2 separate regions of the Zea mays genome follow, and region 1 is linked to region 2. A link is a contact called in public Hi-C data. All regions are on one chromosome and are shown on one strand. The core of a region is the stretch at or near the end of the contact, and the rest is flanking DNA. Distances in the headings are between cores, read along the strand shown.

What was found. A called contact is a pair of places that touch in the nucleus more often than the background predicts.
Region 1: a contact with region 2 is called in a Hi-C map of leaf, with 6 times the contacts expected there. The contact joins the promoter of LOC100272724 here to the promoter of LOC100273019 in region 2. A contact is called at or near these places in 4 of 25 Hi-C or Micro-C datasets (ear, leaf and tassel).

What each region holds. Positions count from the first base shown.
Region 1 is chr3:152,890,862-152,896,169 of Zm-B73-REFERENCE-NAM-5.0, reverse strand. LOC100272724 reads right to left here and starts at 1,437. Exons shown (of 2, transcript NM_001147177.1): 1 at 1,234-1,437; 2 at 1-17.
Region 2 is chr3:152,660,493-152,666,329 of Zm-B73-REFERENCE-NAM-5.0, reverse strand. LOC100273019 reads left to right here and starts at 3,642. Exons shown (of 3, transcript NM_001329854.1): 1 at 3,642-3,702.

The sequences.
Region 1 (5,308 bases), core at 188-2,687, 230 kb before region 2:
TTGCTTGCTGCAGCAGCCTACATGAGAACAAAAAATCTTGTCTCTCAGTTTAAAGTAAATATAATAGCGAGAAATTATGGTACATGTAAGGTAAGAGAGAAACCAAGTTTCACTAGATGATGATGATACTCAAGTTATCACCATCAGACCAGGAACCATTAAATTCAATGAACATTAACATTGAAATCGTTCGCATTGCAAGTCACTAACAGTGGAGCTCCAACTCACATTAAGAAGTACCAGGGGGGGGGGGGGGGGGGGGGGGGGGGGGGGGGGGGGGGGGAAGGGCCAACTACAAAGTGCTCATGCTTTCAAGGTGTTGAGAAATTTTGCACAATACTAGTCTTTCACAAGATCGGGATATTGCTCCAAGCAGACACAAAATCTTAATTGGTAGCATGCCCATTCGGCCCAAAAATAAAATCCTAATTGCCATAACTCAACATCAAATGAAGAAAGAATAAAGTGAATTGGCTCTGGTATCTTCTCCACAGCCCAACAGTCCATCGGAACCAGGATATAAAACCAGTACTATTTGTCGCGTTTTAGTTCAAAAATAAGCTAGCTGACGACAAATATTTGAGAACGGAGGTAGTACAATTCTTGCTTGCAAGATTAAACAGCTGATTATTCACTGACTCGACTCAAATTCATGATACCCCAATGCGACCATCTCAATTGTCACTGCTTAATTTGGTTCTATACTTTTTCCCATACTTGAAAGTTGAAACTATTGTTATGCATATCTTCCACTCAGCACAAAAATATCAGCAGTAAGCCAGTACCTTATAGTTGTGACTATGTACTTACTTCTAATTACCCTATTACATTTATGCAAAAAAATAATCATAAAAACGTTGAGATAATCATAGCCACCAGCAAGTCCATCTGCCACATAAAATCCAGCTATGGACTAACTGCAACTACGGGGAGGTTCATGCCCACATCAAGAGCCTCCCAACCCCAACTAGCAGCGACAGTATGGAGTCCCCAACCCTCACTAGCAGCGATAGTTTTCAGAATATAATAAGACTGAGTGTCTGAGTCCTATATGCGGAGCGGAGCGTAGCGTAGCGGATAGATTACGGGCTGTTTTGGTGACTAGCGATTTGGGATTTGGAGCGGATCCAGAAAACCAGTTGCTATTCAAAATTGGATAGGAAGGGTTTTCTTTCTTAGGGATCCCCTCCAAATAAATCCCTGGTCACCAAATCATCTAGGGATTTGACGCACCTGAATGAACAACTGACAGAGACAGTTTTCAGACAGAAATAGTCATCAAAATGCGGAGCAGCAGGCCGTGTTGGTGCCGGCAAACTGGTCGCGTGTCTCTCCCCGAATGCAGCAGCTCCTACAGTAGCACAATTGGAGATGGAGAAGATGGCCTCAGCTGAGGTTTGTTTTTGGCCACTTGGCTCTTGCTATTCTCAGATCACGTGGATCTGGTGGGTCGTCGGACGGCATGTCACCGTCGGCTAGATGGCCTCCGTTGTGGCCCAGATGTTTACATCACGTGCCCATGGGGCGGATTCCATCGTAGAGGTGAAAACGGGTGAAATATATCAGTTGTTTATCGGATATTGATAATATAAATATTTATTTTTGTAATATATTCGGGTATTTTTAAACTCGTGATGGATACGTAGTACAGCTTAGAATTTGAGTCAGACACGGAGCAAAGACTAACCAAATATTCAGGTCGGATACGTGTATCGAAGTTTTAGGTACCTATTTTTTTCTTTTTCTTCATAATCTCTATTACCAACTCCCTCTACCCACAAAAGTTTGTCATTCTCACTTTTCGAGGAGTCAAAGACTTTGACCACATTTATATAAGAAAAAAATTAATATGTATAGTACATAATTGGTATTATTAGATAGATCTTTGAATCTACTTTTGCAGTAAAATTATTCGAAGATATAAATATTGCTAATATATTCTACAAATATAGTCAAACTTAAGAAAGTTTGACTTGCACGAATACCATTGCGACAAACATTTGTGGATGGAGGGAGTATTAAGCACGTACTGTACTGTAGACCTTTCGTCCGCCCTCGGCCACACGATGTGTGTCATCCCCGCCCTCCTGTCTGCATCCTCCGCTCCCTGCATAGCCCGCCCGCCCACCTCGCGCTCGCATCTTAGACTATCTCCAGCAGCTTACCTATACCCATATTCAAACTCCACTCTGCGAATAGTGCAATCTACAATGCAGAATAATGTGAAACAGTGTTTATGGGTAGACTTTGGGTGAACTGCTGGAGTCGGTCTTAGCTCCGTTGTCGGGAAATGTTCCTCGCCCCCCAATGGACCCGCCCCTAGATAAACCTGTGGGAGATAGATATCCCATGTGTTATTATAATCACACTAGGTATATACTCGTGTGTTGCTACAAAGTCAATATGTTATATTAAAATATATAAAGATACACAAGGATTAATTGTCATTCTATGCTCTTGTCAGCGTCTCTTAAATATTAAAGAGGTTAATATACCTTAAAAACTATATACATATGTGCTTGTACTTTGCCATGGAAATTAAATATTAAAATCGCAAAATTCATACTACGGTTTGTTGTAAGATATAAATGTTATAAAAAATGTAGATAAAAAGGCATTACAAAAAAGATATAGTCACTACCGGAATCAATAGCTTTGCCGAGTGCCTGAAGCACTCGGCGAAGCCTTAAAAACACTCGGCAAAGCCTTTGCCGAGTGTAACACTTGGCAAAGAAGACTCGGCAAACAGTGCATCGGCAAAGACTTCTTTGCCGAGTACTTTTTCTCGGGCACTCGGCACAGATGTTTGCCGAGTGCCAGGGAGCACTCGGCAAAGAAAAGCGACCGTTACGACGCCGGGTGACGGAGACGGCGGCTTTGCCGAGTGTCGACGGTGACACTCGGCAACGAAGATAGCTTTGCCGAGTGTCTTCCTGGCAGCACTCGGCAAAGCCGCCTTCTTTGCCGAGTGCCAATTGGCGCACTCGGCAAAGAGCCCGCCAGAGAGGGTCCCCATGTCAGGCTCTTTGCCGAGTGTTCTGTGCGACACTCGGCAAAGCCGACCTCTTTGCCGAGTGCCAGCGACATAACACTCGGCAAAGAACCTAAGCCGGTGCCCAGGTCTGTGCTGTTTGCCGAGTGTTATGTGAGCATGTTGCTCGAAGTTCACGGCCATGTTTAGTGAGCATGTTGCTCGAAGTTTCCGGTACGCTTCTGAAATCGGTCGTAACTTATGCTAAGTACCATGAATATCATTTTTTCATGCACGGTTTTCCAAGTTTCGAGTGACCTGCAGTTCAAATTTGAATTTTCCGAAGAAATTCAAATAAACGAACTAAATCTACTAACGATTGAATCTCTGTTATAATTGTCCACAAATGATACATGTAGGTCTACATAGTGTAGGAACATAACACAAAAAGTTTGGGAGACAAAATCAAAAAAATAAAAATATACTTTGCCGAGTGTCTAGGGACGACACTCGGCAAACAGGTCTTTGCCGAGCGCTAGATGTGTGACACTCGGCAAAGAATACTCTTTGCCGAGTGCCAGCCGCTGGCTCTCGGCAAATACTGACGGCCGTCAGCTTTGGGACGGCCTCTGACGGCCCTTTGCCGAGAGCCCCCTTTGCCGAGTGTTTGGCACTCGGTAAACTAGTCTTTGCCGAGTGTCGACCTGTGCCGAGTGTCCAGCGCTCGGTAAAGAGCCTCGTTGCCGAGAGTATAGCTTTACCGAGTGCGGCACTCGGCAAAGCCTTCTTTGCCGAGTGCCCGACAAAAGGCACTCGGCAAAGATTTCAACACTCGGTAAAGCCTTGGATTCCGGTAGTGAATAATCTATTACATTGTTCTCGATGCAGGGAAGCACAAGACAAGACACGTGTTTTCCAAATCGCACACATGTGTCAACAAAAACAGCAAAACATGAAACTTGCAACACATCTGAGAACAAATTAGGGAAACCATGCTGTAATTAATATAAAAACAGGATATGGAAACAACCCTCTTGGTGACTTGGTCGGGAGTGTGTCCGGGCATGTGCATGCCCTTGCGCTCCCCTCCGGTGGCTTGGCCCGGTCCTTTCGTTTCCCACATGGAGGTGGAGACATGCCTTGCACTCAACAAGGATGGCTTGCTCCTCATGCCTGGCGGCGACCATGGCTCGCTCCTCATCCCTTGGACATCTTCTGCACGCAAAACACACTGATCCAAATGCCAATTCATAAAACTATCATTCTATCAATACAAGATTAATTTGTGCACTCCATCAATCTATGTAGATACAAAGCATATCCATTCTCTTTTGTTTAGCTCAACCTCCATAACCTGGAGTTCTTTCTCTTTTTCTTTAGATCCTAAATATCAACATTAAGTAATGTAACAACGATGAGATATACCTCTCTTTAACTTTAATAGATAGCATAATAGGAGATTCAACTTCTTTAACATGTAGCATAATAGACATCTCTTTAAGATGCTTCCTACTAATGACGCCATGTTGCCCTTAATGCTCGTCCACCTCCTCCATCTCGTTCTGCTCTCAAACAGAAGCTCTATAAGTATAAATATATGTACATCTATAAATCCTCTACCTCTTGGACCAGGAACATAACAACACAAACTAAGGGATTTGATGTCCCTATCCTTATACTCAGCATTCTCTGCTACATAATCTGTGTCTTCCTGGAATATACAGCGTCCTTCAAATGAACAAATTACCCTGCAAACATGAGAAGATGGTATTTAGATGTAAATGGATAAGCCGAAGGGAATATCAAGGTTTACATGTATATACTTCATGAATAAGTTAATAAGAATTCAAGATGACGAAGTACCTTGAGGAAGTACTGAGTAGGTTAAAACCTTATACTCTGAAATTTATTGTTCCTGAATAAGGTGCAACAACAGGTCTGACAGATAAAATCTTGCAGTAATGATGAGAACAGGGTGCCAGGGGCCTGTCCAACATAATTTGACATGTAGTAACATGACCAACAAAGCTTGATAGTTAACAAATTTCCTACATAAAGTATCCAAAATAAATCTTGCACAACAACATCACTATATAAGAGCAGCAAAGTGCCTGGGATTGGCTCACCATTGATCATAAACTCTAAGTGGCGCCGAACCATCACAAATACCAAGCCAGATGCCCAAAAGTTGTCAGTGGAGCTACTCAAAAGCTTATCCAGGAGTAGGCTCATATTATCAGAAAGTTGTAGAAAAGACCATTAATAACCAAACAAAAGACAATATTTTGACATGTGAATTCAAAAAGTAAGCATACCTCTTGCCATGCAGACTCAACT
Region 2 (5,837 bases), core at 2,393-4,892:
ATCTCAACAACATCCCAAATGCTAGTGTGGATTGAGGTTAGATGATGCCTCATTTTATCACTCCACATATTATAATCTTCACCATCAAACATAGGTGGTTTGCCTAATGGGACGGAAAGTAATGGAGTACGTTTGGAAATGCGAGGATAGCGTAGGGGAATCTTACTAAACTTCTTGCGCTCATGGCACTTAGAAGTTACGGACGGCATGTCGGAGCCGGAGGTGGATGGCGACGAAGAGTCGGTCTCGTAGTAGACCACCTTCCTCATCTTCTTCTTCTTGTCACAGCTCCGATGCGACTTGTCGTGTGAAGGGGATCCCTTCACCTTGTTGGCGGACTCCCCGGATGGAGCCTTCCCATGGCTTGTAGCGGGCTTCTCGCCGGTCCCGAACTCCCTCTTGGCGGATGCTCCCGACATCACTTCGAGCGGTTAGGCTCTAATGAAGCACCGGGCTCTGATACCAATTGAAAGTCACCTAGAGGGGGGGTGAATAGGGCGAATCAGAAATTTACAAACTTAATCACAACTACAAGCCGGGTTAGCGTTAGAAATATGAACGAGTCCGAGAGAGGGGGTGAAAACAAATCACGGGCAAATAAAGAGTGAGACACGATGATTTGTTTTACCGAGGTTCGGTTCTTGCAAACCTACTCCCCGTTGAGGTGGTCACAAAGACCGGGTCTCTTTCAACCCTTTCCCTCTCTCAAACGATCACTTAGACCGAGTGAGCTTCTCTTCTCAATCAAACGGAACACAAAGTTCCCGCAAGGACCACCACACAATTGGTGTCTCTTGCCTTGGTTACAATTGAGTTTGATCACAAGAAAGAATGAGAAAGAAAAGAAGCAATCCAAGCGCAAGAGCTCAAATGAACACAAATGTCGCTCTCTCTATTCACTATTTGATTTGGAGTGATTCCGGACTTGGGAGAGGATTTGATCTCTTTGGTTGTGTCTAGAATTGAATGCTATAGCTCTTGTAATGTGTTGAAGGTGGGAAACTTGGATGCCATTGAATGTGGGGTGGTTGGGGTATTTATAGCCTCAACCACCAAAATGTGGTCGTTGGAAGTCTGTTGTCGCATGGCGCACCGGATAGTCCGGTGCGCCAGCCACGTCAGCAGGTCGTTGGGGTTCGACCGTTGGAGCTCTGACAGGTGGGGCCTCTGGGCTGTCCGGTGGCGCACCTGACAGGTCCTGTAGACTGTCCAGTGCTCCAACTACGTGTGCCCTGTCCTCTGCGCGCGCAGGCGCGCATTAAATGCGTTGCAGTCGACCGTTGCGCGTGAAGTAGCCGTTGCTCCACTGGCACACCGGACAGTCTGGTGTGACACCGGACACTGTCCGGTGCTTCACCGGACAGTCCGGTGAATTATAGCGGAGCGCCCTTCCATTTTCCCGAATGTGAGGAGTTCAGCCTCGAGTGCCCTGGTGCACCGGATACTGTCCGGTGGTGCACCGGACAGTCCGGTGCGCCAGACCAGGGTGCCTTTGGGATGTCTTTTTGCTCCCTTTGTTTGAACCCTTTCTTGGTCTTTTTATTGGCTTATTGTGAACCTTTGGCACCTGTAAGACTTATACACTAGAGCAAACTAGTTAGTCCAATTATTTGTGTTGGGCAATTCAACCACCAAAATCAATTAGGAAAGAGGTGTAAGCCTAATTCCCTTTCAGGAAGCAGTCGCGTCGGCGGAGAAAATGGGGTTTTCTCCGGTCTAGGTCCCGTCTCCTGTTGCAACAGCGGCGATAGTGGACCGCGGATTGGGGTCAACCAGGGGGCGCCGCTCTACTGCCGATTACGACTGGATCGACAGCAAGCGGCGGATGGTGCGGAGTCGTCGGGGAGGGCGGAGTCGGCGGAGAGTTCCAGAGTAGGCGGAGAGGGATGGGGTTTTGCGGTGGTGTAGGCGGTTATGGAAACTGAGACCGGGAGAAGAAATAGGAGCTAATGACGGCTGATACGTTATTATATATGGTATGTGAATAGTCTGGTCGGATGTCAGTCCACGTGCGGTCAGATTTGGCTGGGGCTTCCTGTAGCTAAATAGAGCCCAGGGATCCATATACATATATTATATATACACACACGTAGGGAGTAATTTATTAATAACAAACATTATATATATTTATCGTTTACTCGTCGTCAGTGGTGGTCTCACGTCGGAGTTGCCAACTAATATTAAGATCGACACTTGGTAGTAGCAACATACTGGCGTGATTACCGTCGATGGCAGCATCCTTGTTTGAGTCCTTTGGACTCTTTGCTCCTAAACTAGACATAACTCTTTGTTTTGGAAGACCATAAGTCTAGAAGGCCACTGGCTACGCGAGGCTCAAAAGCCAAAAGACCACATATGGCAGATTTGCTACTAGGCCAAACAAATAAACCATATATATGTGCATATACTTAACATAATAACATGTACTAGTATATACTATTATATACGTACACTACATGAGATGAGGCCCTTTTGATCTGGGGCCCGGATCACAGACACTGTTCGACCCCCAAGGGCTGGCATTGAGCGTACAATAATTACATGAAAACAAGCAATATATATAATCTCATTGACCTTAATATCTCATAAATTATTTAACAACAACCAATACAAAACTAATCTCGGGATCTGTAGCCACTCATCACTGGCGATGGTGCCTCCTCCTCCTCTATGTCGGTTGTTCTTGCCCTACTGCCTGTAGAGGCCCATGGCAGCAAAAAGTCCTCTAAGATGGTGTCGGTGAATCTTGGTGAGGGAGACAGAGACAAGGAAAGAGATGAGAAGTTGGGGGCGAAGTCGATGAAATATGAGGATTGGGGTTGAGCAACTCCAATAATTAATATGAATAAAAAATTTTGTAAAAAAATATCCTTCAACAGCTTATTTAAATGATTGTCCAAATATAGATATCTTCTATTCCGGATTTCTCGCTAGCCAAAGATAGAAAACACGAATGACTCTCTAGAGTATAAATAAGATATAAAAAATGGTTGGAGATAAGAAAGATATAGTAACCGTTTTTATGCAAATAACTCTTCAAAGGATAATTTAGAGGGTGAAATTTAGAAAGAATCTTGGAGATGCTCTATGACAACAACAACGAGGAGAAGAAAGTGCTTGTGGTGGTTGCATGGTTGGTTACGCATGCATGTAGAGATATAAGAGACATCTTATATAGTTGTTAGGCGATACGTGGGAGAAAACGAATGTATGCGTGGACACACGAAACTCGTGCTTTAAATGATAGTGATAAGTGATATAAATAATACAACGAAAAGGGTGAAAACATACGAATCGTATATGTATTCGAATTTTATATTAATTATTTAAAAAAGATATATAGAGCGAATTTGAGATTTATATTTTATAAATCTTAATAATCTTAATGCTAAAAACAAGAATATGAATTTATATAATAACTTTTATAGTCTATTTGTTGGTAATGAAGAAACAAGAGAAGAAAAATTGTGCCTGTCTTGGGAGGCCATCTAGCCGAACGGCGACATGGCGTCCGATGCCCTCAGCAGATTCACGTCCGTACGTGCCTGTCTTGTCTCCCTCGCCAACCGCGAATACGACTCCGCGCCCGCTGAAGCCTTCTTCCTATATTGTGCTACTGTAGGAGCTGCTGCATTCGCCAAGGGAAACGCGGCCAGTTTGCCAGCACAGCACCAACACGGCCCTGCCGGCATCGTCTTTCCGGTGCGCCAAATCCCTCCCCCTTTCCCATCAGATTTATCCGCTCCGCATACTGTGTGGACTGTGCCTTATTATATTCTGAAAACTGTCGCTGCTAGTTGGGGTTGGTGTTTATTCCATGACTGGTTTTCATGTGCATGGATGGATGCACTTGCCGGTGGCTAGGCATCTTTCCTGTATATGAATTGGATCATCTTTAACGTATTTGTGGTTCAAGTTTTTTTCATAAATGTTTTCTTAGTTGGATCTGTTAGTGTCCACATGTTATGTTGTATCTGAAAAACTTCACCAGATAGCTTGTTGACAAAGATGGATCCTTGTATCACATTCTTTTAGAATGATGCTATATGTAGGTGTTTGAATGAACTAGAGCTAATAGTTAACTATTAAAATTAGTTGAAAACATTCAAATAATTTAACTAATAGTTTAGCTATTAGCTACTTTTAGCAAATTAGCTAATCCTTAGCTAGCTATTTGTTAGCTAGCTAATTACACTAGTAATTTTTTGCCAACTAAGGCCCGTTTGGTTTGGTTTGGTTTGCGGTGACTAAACTTTAATCATTTTTAGTCCATAAAGAAGCAAATATGGTGACTATTGTGGGGTAACTAAACTTAAATTCTTTAGTCACCAAGAGAGTGACTAAAAGGGACTAAAGTAGGATTTTTACCTCATTTGCCCTCTCCTCTTTCTTAGTGCAGCAGGCATCACTAATTAATAAGAGTAATGCAGTCATTATTCACGTCAATTAATGTTTTTAGTCAGGTTTAGTCACTGAAACCAAACAGAGTACTTTAGTGACTAAACTTTAGCCACCAAAGTTTAGTCAGGTGAATATAGGAACCAAATATGTTCTAACTATTAGTTCTAGTTTATTTAAACAGCACTGAGTATCCATCTCACGTGAACTTTGCTGCCCGGAGGAAACTGATGCATTGTCTACCAAACGTAGAGACTAGTAGAGAAATAAGTAACAATAGTCACAACTAAAGGGTACGGCTGGTTTTTTTTCAGTTGGGTGGAAGATATGTATAACAATAGCTATAGGTATGGGAAATAGAATAGAATCAAATTAAGCAGTGGCAAAAGAACAAATTTAGGATTTTTTTACTTTATTCTTTTTTTTGGTACTGCCAATTCACTTTATTCTTTCTTCATTTGACGTTGAGTTATGCCAATTAGGATTTGTTTTAGCCGAATGGACAGGTGCTCTGCTGCTTCATCAAGTAATATTTACAGGAGGCTAAAGCAATATTTACAGGAGGTTAACAATTAGGGTTTTGGTTGTGGCAACTGACAAGTAAGCAACAAAAATTGCAGCCGGGCTCTATTCATCTTACTTGAAAATGGATTCAGATTAGTAGCTCGCATGTAAGACTTTTATGCCTTATGCCAAACTGCTCGGACAGATTAAGAAATCTAGCTCAGAATAACCTGTGCCATAACTTCTCGCTACTATTTTCAGTTGAGTTGGTTAGCCGCCTTGAAGAGTTGGTAAGTGGAGTTGGCCACCTTCCGGAGCATCGCCCGAGATGCTATCGGGCGAGTCGGAATTGCGCTGCTTGTCCGAGGTTGGCCTCGGGCGAGCCGTGACCGCGTCTCCCGCCCGAGGATGGCCTCGGGCGAGTGGTGATTGCGTGTTCCCCCCGGGGTTGGCCTCAGGCGAGTCGTGACTGCGTCTCCTGCCCGAGATTGGCCTCGGGCGATTCGTGAATGCATCTCCTGCCCCGAGCGTTGGCCTTGGTCGAGTCGTGACTTAGGTCTCTCGTGCCTTGGTAAGGTTGGTCCCACTCGAGGGCTCGACCCCCTTGGGGCATCTCATTGAGTCCTTCCTTATTCGATCCTTTATTGGCCCTTTGGTTGGTCTCGCCGACCAAAGAGGGGCCCGTGGCCACCCCGTCTGCCCGGTTACCGCAGGAGAATGTGAGGTACGACCTTTAACATGGGCACGAGCAAATGACCTATATGCCGGTCACCTAGCTTGCGGCTCACCGGAAGCCTGCTCGGTCCACCCCTCGCTCTACGTGAGAAGTTGGAGGTGAGTTTTGTTTTTTTACCTGGTCGATATGAGGTAGTTACTGTGGCGGCGCGGTAAAAGATGTGACCGTCATGACATCGTTCGACGTGGGTGGCTTTATG